Regions from separate parts of the Gossypium hirsutum genome. Here region 1 is linked to region 2. The links are chromatin contacts, called in public Hi-C maps. All regions are on one chromosome and are shown on one strand. The core of a region is the stretch at or near the end of the contact, and the rest is flanking DNA. Distances in the headings are between cores, read along the strand shown. Region 1 holds the start of LOC107886646 (IST1 homolog). Region 2 holds the start of LOC107886635 (50S ribosomal protein L15, chloroplastic).

Region 1 (4,611 bases), core at 1,732-4,231, 200 kb after region 2:
AAAAAATAGAACAGTCGTATAATGAAGCAATGTTCTTACCAGTCAGATAAATCAATTTCAAAAAGTGCAAGTTAACAAACACTACAAGGTAGAGATTGGCAACAGGAAAACTATAAACAGAACTCAATAAACATGGAACATGAGAACTATAGAGTAGCTGATACATAATTCGAAGTCAACAGATTTTGACGATGGGGAAACTTGAAATTTCATTTTGATTATCTGAATTCATAGAGTACTAAGAACTATATTATATCCTGAGAAATAATGTTGGGATGTCAAAATGAATAGGCACAAATCTGAACAGAACTCTCTAAGTCATTTCACTATTATAGGTAGAAACAACAAGGATGCATAAACAGATTCTAGCAGCTGGTTTAAACAGCAAAGAAAGCACTATAAATATCAAGAGCATGGATCATGAACCAGAAACAACTCCAGAAGATAATGCCTAACAGAAGATACTATGCATAGTCCACAGAAAAAATATTCTGAAAAATTATTTAATTATGTGTACCAGTAAATCTTCATATTTCTTGTTGAACTCTGCTTCAGTGCCAGAAGAATCCCATTCTACACTATATTCTTGGGCAATTTCCTTCAATACTTTGAGCCTTATTTCACCTGATGGAGCACTAACTGAAAGCTTTTCAATTATCTAGATGACAGAAAGAAAAGGGAATCGAATCAGAAATGGCATATCATCTATTCAAGTTGCAAACTCCACGAGTCTAGCAAAACCATTGAACCACACAAGAGAATTTTAAATGAACTAATGATATATATTTTTTGAAAATAGAACTAATGATAATTAACTGCACGGTTCACGCCAGAATCAGGACGAAGCTCCGTTGCAGCAATGACAAATTCCTTTCCATACTTTGTGGCAAACAAATTCTTGATCTGCAATAAATCAGGCACATCTGAACATCTAGGAGCAGCAAAAATTATGCTTGCCACAGCTTCTCGTAATTCTGGAGGACAGTCTCTGTTACGTGCAAAGACATGTTAAAATGGGTAGTTAGGTTGTGCAAAGAAATGAAAACACTTAAGATGCTCAAATTCTTGACTAAGAAAACCAAAATAATTCAAATGAGAATGACATAAAAATTCTTGAATTATAACTTGTTACACGTAAGATTATAATACAAAAACATAACTTGGAAGAAATATGTGGTTATCAGTTATCACACAATCATGCACCCAAACATTATTGAAACAATTGGAAAAGAATCAGAAGCTGTTGCTTCTATGGACCCAAGTTGGTATCCTCAAAATATACCCCTAATGCAGTAAAATCCACATTCATTTTCTTCAATGTAGCAATTGATCAAACTAAACAACCCGCGCTTTTGCTTTGTAATGAAAGAATGCATTTAGTGCTTTAGTTCCATTATTGTAAAATGCGAATAAATTTTGTATCCACATTTTCTCTTCCCTTAATTGCAATGTTGATTAGAGTTGCCCTCTGGTAAATCAGTGGCTTGCCTGCTCTCAGGAATTCTTAGTCCTAACATGATTTCTAAAGGAAGAAAATTATCCAGATTGAGAGAAGAGCCACTTGCAGGAAATAGAACAAGCAGGATGGGTGTCACAACCCTGCTCCTCAATATTATTTGTATGTCCTACAGCAACAGAGCATGCTGAGTGTAGCAGAAGAAAATGAATCAATAAAGTAGATTGATCCTTTCAGTAAATGATGGAAATTTTATACTATTGAAAGATTTTCTATACAATAATATATTTTCTTTCTAACATTAACTCAATTCTCTTCCTTCATCTCATTATGAACTTTTCAGGAAAAACAAAAGATTAGGACTTGTTATAAACAAATAAAACATAAAGGACTGATATCATGATAGAATAATTATTAAGTTTCTGGGATATAACCAGTAGACATAAATGATGATCATACGTAAGAATTTAACAATGGTATATGCATCACATAGCATCTAAAAGATAATGAGTAAACAGCGCTGTCAGCTGAGAAGAGAATTAAGAACTGTACTTCACAATTAACAATCAGCTTGAAAACTACATTGTATTTATATGTAAATTAAAAGATATAGATTTCAGCCTCTAGCTTTGCTCAGCAAAGTGTTTAACTATTGATGCAATATAACTTGAAAACACAAAAAGAATAGAAGAAAAAACCACTACCGATTAAATAAGGGCATGGTAAAATACTGGAAAGGAGACAAATAATAAACCATTAGGCAACACCAATAAAGCAAACGCCTAAGTTCTTAAAAGGCTTTTAAAATTGAACTTACTTCTGGCTTTCAAGAATTGGAACTCGGGCAAGAACAAACTCACAGAAAAGCTCCAGTATCTCATATGCAGCCCATATATTCTGCTCTCTGATTACATGTTCCACCTAACCCCACAACAAGAACAGCAAAAGAAAAAAATGGTAATCAAAATCATTATGAAATAAACTGATCAATGAGTCCATTAACAAACATTAAGTTGAAAAAGATACGCGAATTCGAGCAATTGGTTCCTGGCCAGCCTGCAAGAATTGGGCAATCTCTTTTCTCATATTCTTGAGCTGCAAATCTCTCTTATTTTGGAGCAACTTGATGCGCGAGATTGCCAAGCTCAAGCATGTTTTACTACACAATTGTACAGATCAAAAATAAACTTTAGCAAAAATATAAAAAGAAAACCCCAAAGTGAATCGCTTACATATATATGAACAAAAAGCAGAATCAAGTCGCACATGATAAAAACAATTGGGAATACGGGGGAAAATAACTAACCATTTTGCACCAAAAACGCCTCTATTAAACAATTGGTTTAAGAGAGACATTTTAGAATACAACAGAGGAGAATCTCTTTAGTGATGATTAAAAGGGGATATTTTTCGTCGATGAATTGCAGAGAAAAGTCAAAAATCTATATTGTTAATAGTTTTATACATTTGGAGTGGGATCATGAATTTTAGATCATCGGTTTTAGGATCCGTTGGGACCAAGATTAGACACAAGCATTTGATGAATTCGTATATTTATATCGGATTGGTCATTTTTATTTTTATTTTTTAATTACTTAATTAATGTATTTTTATTTTTAAATAATTAATATAAAATAATATTATTCAAATATTGAAAATTAAAATATATTAATATTTTTATAATTAAAATATTGTGACAATAAAAAAGCTTTAAATTATAAATAATTTTTTACTGAAAATGATAATGAAATTTTTTTTAGCTAGTAATTGAGTAAAATTACATAAATATCGAATATTAAAAGTGGAATTTAACATGCACATAATATGTAATATCAGTTTTAATAAAATATTTTTCTAATATATAAATTTTAATAATAAAAATAAAACATTAGATATATTTACCCAAGGTGATGTAGGAAGATGGCAAGTCATGAGAAGTAAATATTGAGTGGGGGCAATGAATATTTTCAAGTAGGAAAGAGAAAGTAATTTCTCATCAAGTAACCCAACTTTCATATACCAAAGCACTCTTCGATAGCTTGGATGTTAATCTTGAATAGACTTTAGGATAGATTTGCTTCATAGGCTTGACATTGGAAGAGGATTGCCTCCTTTTCAAGTAAGCATATGAAATTGGAGTTTTTTTTTCCTTCAGATTGTTACTTCACTAATAAAATATGACAACAAATTTTGGATTAAAGTGGGAGCACAAAGAAGAGCAGAGAATTGGGAAGATGACTTATAATGGGCCGTAAGGTACATTAAAAAAAAGTTTGGACAAGACAATTATCAAAATTTTCAAAATTGCTATGATCCATTTTGAAGGAACTATTGATGATTAAAAGAAGTACAAGGAAAGAGACAACAATTCACATGGTGGTGAGGTATTAAGAGTCATCAAAGAGAAAAACACCTTTAATGCCAAGGATGAGTTTTTATAAGCGATGATGACTATTCCTTTAACACATGGCTTATACTAGTCTTATCATGGTTGGCCACTTAAGGAGCAATAATGAACTTTTAGATAGGCGACGATAAGATTGACATAAACTAGGTGAGATCACACATGTGCTTCATGCATGTAAGAGGACTCATCACTTGTACTTGTCGAGGTAGATTAGAAATGCACCACGTGTCAACTGTGGATACGTTCACAAGGATCATGACTTACGAAGACATTATCATAGTTGAAGTCATACTGGCTAGGTTGAAACTAGAAAAGAAAGTTGCCCGAACACTTTTAATAGTATTGCACTTAGGGACAGTTGCCCCAAAAAAAAAAGTTATCATCCGAAAATAGTAAATAGAGACACATAGTTGCCCAAAAGAAAAAAATAGTTATCATCCGAAAATAGTAAATAGAGACACACTAGGTCCTCAACAACAAATAGAAACCCTATAGATCACTCCTTGCATTTCTACGTTACGAAGTAAAAAGCTAAGCCTTTTAGTACAAAGAATAAATAGATAGGAAGAAATCGGATCTCCTTGACGAAGCCCCCACTTAGGGAGTATTGAACCTACCTCCATTCCATACAAAGAAACCTAATAAGTCACAATCGTCACACAAAGTATTACCCAATTAGTCCAAGCTTCATCAAATCCCATCTTACGCATAATAAACTGTAAAAAGTTCCAGTCCACTCGATTATAAG
Region 2 (4,580 bases), core at 324-2,823:
CTAACTCATTTAAACAAATAGATGATGAAAACCTTTTATATCTAGGAAAACGAAGGGGTACACTGTGAGTCACTATTTACTTCAAAATGAATGTAGTCAATATAAGCGGTTCTATGCAAACTTGGGTAGGAATAACCCTAAAGCAATATTTCACAGTGAAACTGTTAACCATAATAAAAGGCTTCATTTTTGTCTTAAATAATTAGTTCCATTTAGCATATTAAGTTCTCTTATGTTCTTCAAATTCTCAAATGAGGCAATAATGGTAATCATTATCTTGCCCTTTTTACTAGATTCATTCAATTTGATCTCAAAATATATTACAAGAAGGTTAGGCTTTTGTAACACAAATGCAAATGTGAACAAAGCTTTTGGGGCCTTAAGACTAGCCATAGGATAAGCAAGAGCTCCATAGTAACGGATACTACAACTAAGCTTCAAAATAAATTCACAAAAGAAGAAAAAAGAAAATCCTAACAATATGAGTAAGGAAAATCCTTCAAACTCCTCTAAAGCATTATCAGCATCAGAATCTCTACCTTGTAAAACCATCCTCAGATTTTCTCCTTCAACACAATGGATAATTTTGGTAGCTTGGGAGGGGCACTACTAAGGGTAAACGAAGTTTTATTAAAATACTAGAGGTGTTGATAAATTTCAGTAAAAACTGGTTTAGCATTTCAGCTTTTTAGTTACATTGGAAATATCTTCCATAAATATTTGACATGTGCACATTTATATATTTATATTTTCTCCCTAAGACAAGCTTTTTATGCTCCCTACCATAAATGGGAAGAAGAAAATGATTTTACTTATAAACACCCCAGCACCAGCTCCATTATCCCAGGAATTCTAACCCAGAAACCACAATTCCATAATAAAGCATTTGAAGTAAAAATAAATAAATAAAGATTACCTCCGGCAATTCCTCTCAATTTGGGGATACGCCTATAGAGTGGCATTTGGCCACCCTCAAATCCCTTTCTAACACCTGGGCCAGAACGTGATTTTTGACCCCTCATTCCAAACCCACAGCTCCCACCTTGTCCAGCCGATATTCCTCTCCCCTTTCTCTTCCCTTTCTTTCTTGACCCAGGCTGAGGTCCCAGGTTGTCCAACCGAAACCTCATATTAGAAGCTGTAACCGACACTTGGGTTGTTGCTGCTTGGTTCACAACCACTAAAGACCGTGTCCCCTTTCGTGCCTCTACCCCTTGCTGCTTGGTCCTGATACGAATAATGTGAAAAGGGTTTGGTTTTAAATTCCTCAGATTTCCCTGCAACAAATAGGGGCGGAGGGGGAATTCAAGTAAGCAATCCGAAGTGGAACATAAAATAAAAGAGAGAGGGAAAGAAGAACCTTGAAACTGGAACGAAGAGAGGGTAAAGTTGTGATGGGAGGATTTGGAGAGAGTGAGAGCATGGTTGCCATTGCAGTGAAGATGTTGAAGATGAAATGTAAAAAGCTATGTCATGTATGATTTTAATGCTCAAATGCTTTACACTTTGATGTTTGTGGAAACGGATAAGATGTGTAATCTTTAGAGGAGACGAGGGAATTATTTTAGTTTTTAAGGGCATTTTTGTAAATCTATGTTTTAATTCAAATACCGCCGCCCGTACTGCCTTCATGGGCTGGGTATGATTTGGGTGGACTTGGGCTAAATTTTTCAGCCTGATCCAACTCATTTTATTATTTAAAAATAATTATTCAATGATAAAACAGGATATGTTCCATGAATTCTCTCTTTAAACACGAAAATCATTCCTCAAGTCATGTTCCGAGGTCAACCTAACTTTGGAGCCTAATCTTCACATAAGGGTTAGTGTTAGTGTGTTGGCTGCTATCCTTAAGTCATATGGAATCAGTAGGCAATGGAAATTTATATATATAATTCATTTGATTTGCTATAGTGGGAATCTGAATGGGAATAGTTATATGTGTGTTTATTTGGTGTATTATATATTATAATTTTGTTTGTCTATTTAGTTTATTAAAAATAGTTTATTTTATTATGTTTTTTAAGATTGGTGTTAAAATCTTTCAAGATAATCTACTAATCATTATTTAAGTATGCTCAATTGCATATCCATCTAATTCACTCATCCTCTTAATCAATTTATAAATTCCATTTTTAAAAAAATATATGAAATTAATTTTTAAAAAATTTAATCAAGGCTTGAAGATTAAGCAACCATAGTTGAAGGGTTTCATTCAATTCGCTCTTCAAATCCATCCAATTTGCTTTAGAATTCCAAATCCATTGTGTCTTGTTTCTTCTCCAATTTGTTTCATGTTCTGGAAATTGGCACTCCAAGGTAGCATCAAAATTGACCCCTTCAAGGATTCCAATTTCTTCTTTTTTTTCCATTTACTTTTATATTTTTGCCGACTTCTAATTCTGAAATCCAGGAGAAACCACAAGCTTTAATCAAGGGTAGCCTCTTTGGTTTTAATGATTTGGTTCATTCCTTGGAGTCCCCAATTTCTTCGGCAATCTCTTCGTCGTCCATATGCTCCTCTAGGTATAAGAAAGGTAATTACCTAACTCTAAATGCATGAAATCATCATTTGGATATTATTTAGCTTTCAAAGTTCTAGCTAATAGCGAATCAGGGTAATGCATTAAACATCGTCCCTATTTTGCAAGGAGGGCCAAACTAAATTTAGATAGATTCTTGAATCTCATTCCCCCATCTTCTTTTATATCGCATAGTTTATTCCAATTGCACTAATGAATCTGTAATAGCCCGTTTTTCAGTGGTGTCAAAAATAGTGGTTTCGGAGCCAATAAATTTGACGAATAAGTTCGTAAATATTATTATGAGTCAAATGTGATTTTAAAAAAGTTTTGGATGTGATAATTTATATTATTTAAGCAATTAATTAAGTTCTAGTGGTAAGACCCTAAGGTCAAATGGTTTTAGAAAATGAGGTATTGGAACCTCGTTTCTATAAACCGAGCCGTAAATATTGGAGTGCCATTAAGGTGGTTTTAAAGTTTCGTTGAAAAATTTTAACATTTCGATAGTTAATTAATTAAAAAGGACTAAATCGTAAAAGATGTAAAATTTGATCACTATTTGATTTGAGTGATTAAATGGTTAGTTGAATAAAGGAAAAGGGATTTAATTGGTAATTAGACCATTCAAGGAGTTAGTGGACAATTATGGCATGAAATTGGTGTTTTATTTATTTATTAACCAAGGTTAAAATGGTAATTTGATCAATTAAATTAAAATAAATAAAACCAAAATGCTTTATTCATCTTTTTCATTTTCTTCTTCACCATTTGTAAATGGAGAAAGAAGCCATTGTTAACCTTGGAATTTTGACAACTTGAAAAGCTAGCATGGTATGTCATTTTAGGGTCTATTTGTTTACCAGGAAAACATTTTCCGGAAAATGTTTTCCTAGTTTTCCAGAGTTTGTTTGCTTGAAAATCACTTACATTGGTAAAATATTTAGAAACACGGGAAAATGAGCAGGGATTTTGGGGAAAATGTCTTACCAATTTTATTTCTATAAGACATTTTCCATCTTTCCTCCTCCTTCCGTCCTTCTCTTTCTTCATCCAATTGGACCAGTTCCCTTCCTGAAACAAAGCTCAATGTAACTTTTTTATGCTTTACTCTGTATTTCATTCAATTTTTCACCTCTCTCACTCAAATCTTCTTCTTCCTTTTTTATTCATTTGTTGAAGAATCTATTTGGATTTTGCATCTGTTTAGAATTTGTATCAGTCTGTTGAAGAATCTTCTTCTTCTTCTTCTTCTTTTATGCTTTATTTAAAATCTATTTGTTTCTGGGTTTTGCATCATTCAGTTTATGCTTGCTCTTCTATTACTCTAGATTTGTTTTTTTTCTTTGATTTTCTGCTCTTATATAATATGCTTCTATCTTTATGAAACATAGAGCCTTTCTTTCTTAGTCAAATTCTTTCCTGACTTGAACCAAAGCAACTCTTTCACCTCTCCACGGACACTATCACTAAACCATAGCTACTTTCATCATTGATCTAGTGGCATTCTATCTTTCATCCCGTAGGCTAGCTGCTTGCTGCCAACATTTAGCATTCTTCCTTTATGGCATTAACAAAAACAAAGCATCGAGAGAGAGAGGAGGCCATTCCCCTATCTGTTCATTTTTTATTCAATCGAGTCCATAGATATTTGGTAACAAAACACTATCTTCCTTTTCTACTTTCTCTCTTCCAATTTCTTCCATAGATATGTGATAATGCAGTACAATTTTTAGGTGCGGAATATTTGTGTTGTATTATCAAGTTTCAGTTTGCTATAAAGGTTAATTTTGGTATCACCTCTTTTGTGCATGACTTTGGTATTCCCTCTTTGATGCATCAAACATTTTTTCCTTTGCAAATTTCAAGAGGTTGATCTGAGCAGAATTAAATATATATGCTTCCTAGGGGCTCTGCATGTTCACAAATTTGAAACCTTGCTGAAATATTTTCTTTACATCTCAATCACTTTTTCCAACTTCATAATCTTGTGTGATTTAATCTGCTCATGATGCCCTTTCATTAACCTAGTTAAAAATGGAAGTTGGAGAGTTTTGC

Evidence for each region. Hi-C and Micro-C count contacts between places; a contact is called where the count stands out from the background.
Region 1: a Hi-C map of leaf shows a contact between it and region 2, with 4 times the contacts expected there. The contact joins the promoter of LOC107886646 here to the promoter of LOC107886635 in region 2. A contact is called at or near these places in 12 of 34 Hi-C or Micro-C datasets (callus, hypocotyl, leaf and 1 more).

Annotation. Positions count from the first base shown.
Region 1 is chrA03:102,982,504-102,987,114 of Gossypium_hirsutum_v2.1, forward strand. LOC107886646 (IST1 homolog) reads right to left here and starts at 2,982. Exons shown (of 6, transcript XM_016810682.2): 1 at 2,763-2,982; 2 at 2,483-2,615; 3 at 2,274-2,377; 4 at 817-988; 5 at 518-658. The coding sequence starts at 2,812.
Region 2 is chrA03:102,780,455-102,785,034 of Gossypium_hirsutum_v2.1, forward strand. It overlaps LOC107886635 (50S ribosomal protein L15, chloroplastic), which reads right to left and starts at 1,574. Exons shown (of 4, transcript XM_016810665.2): 1 at 1,361-1,574; 2 at 917-1,277. The coding sequence starts at 1,432.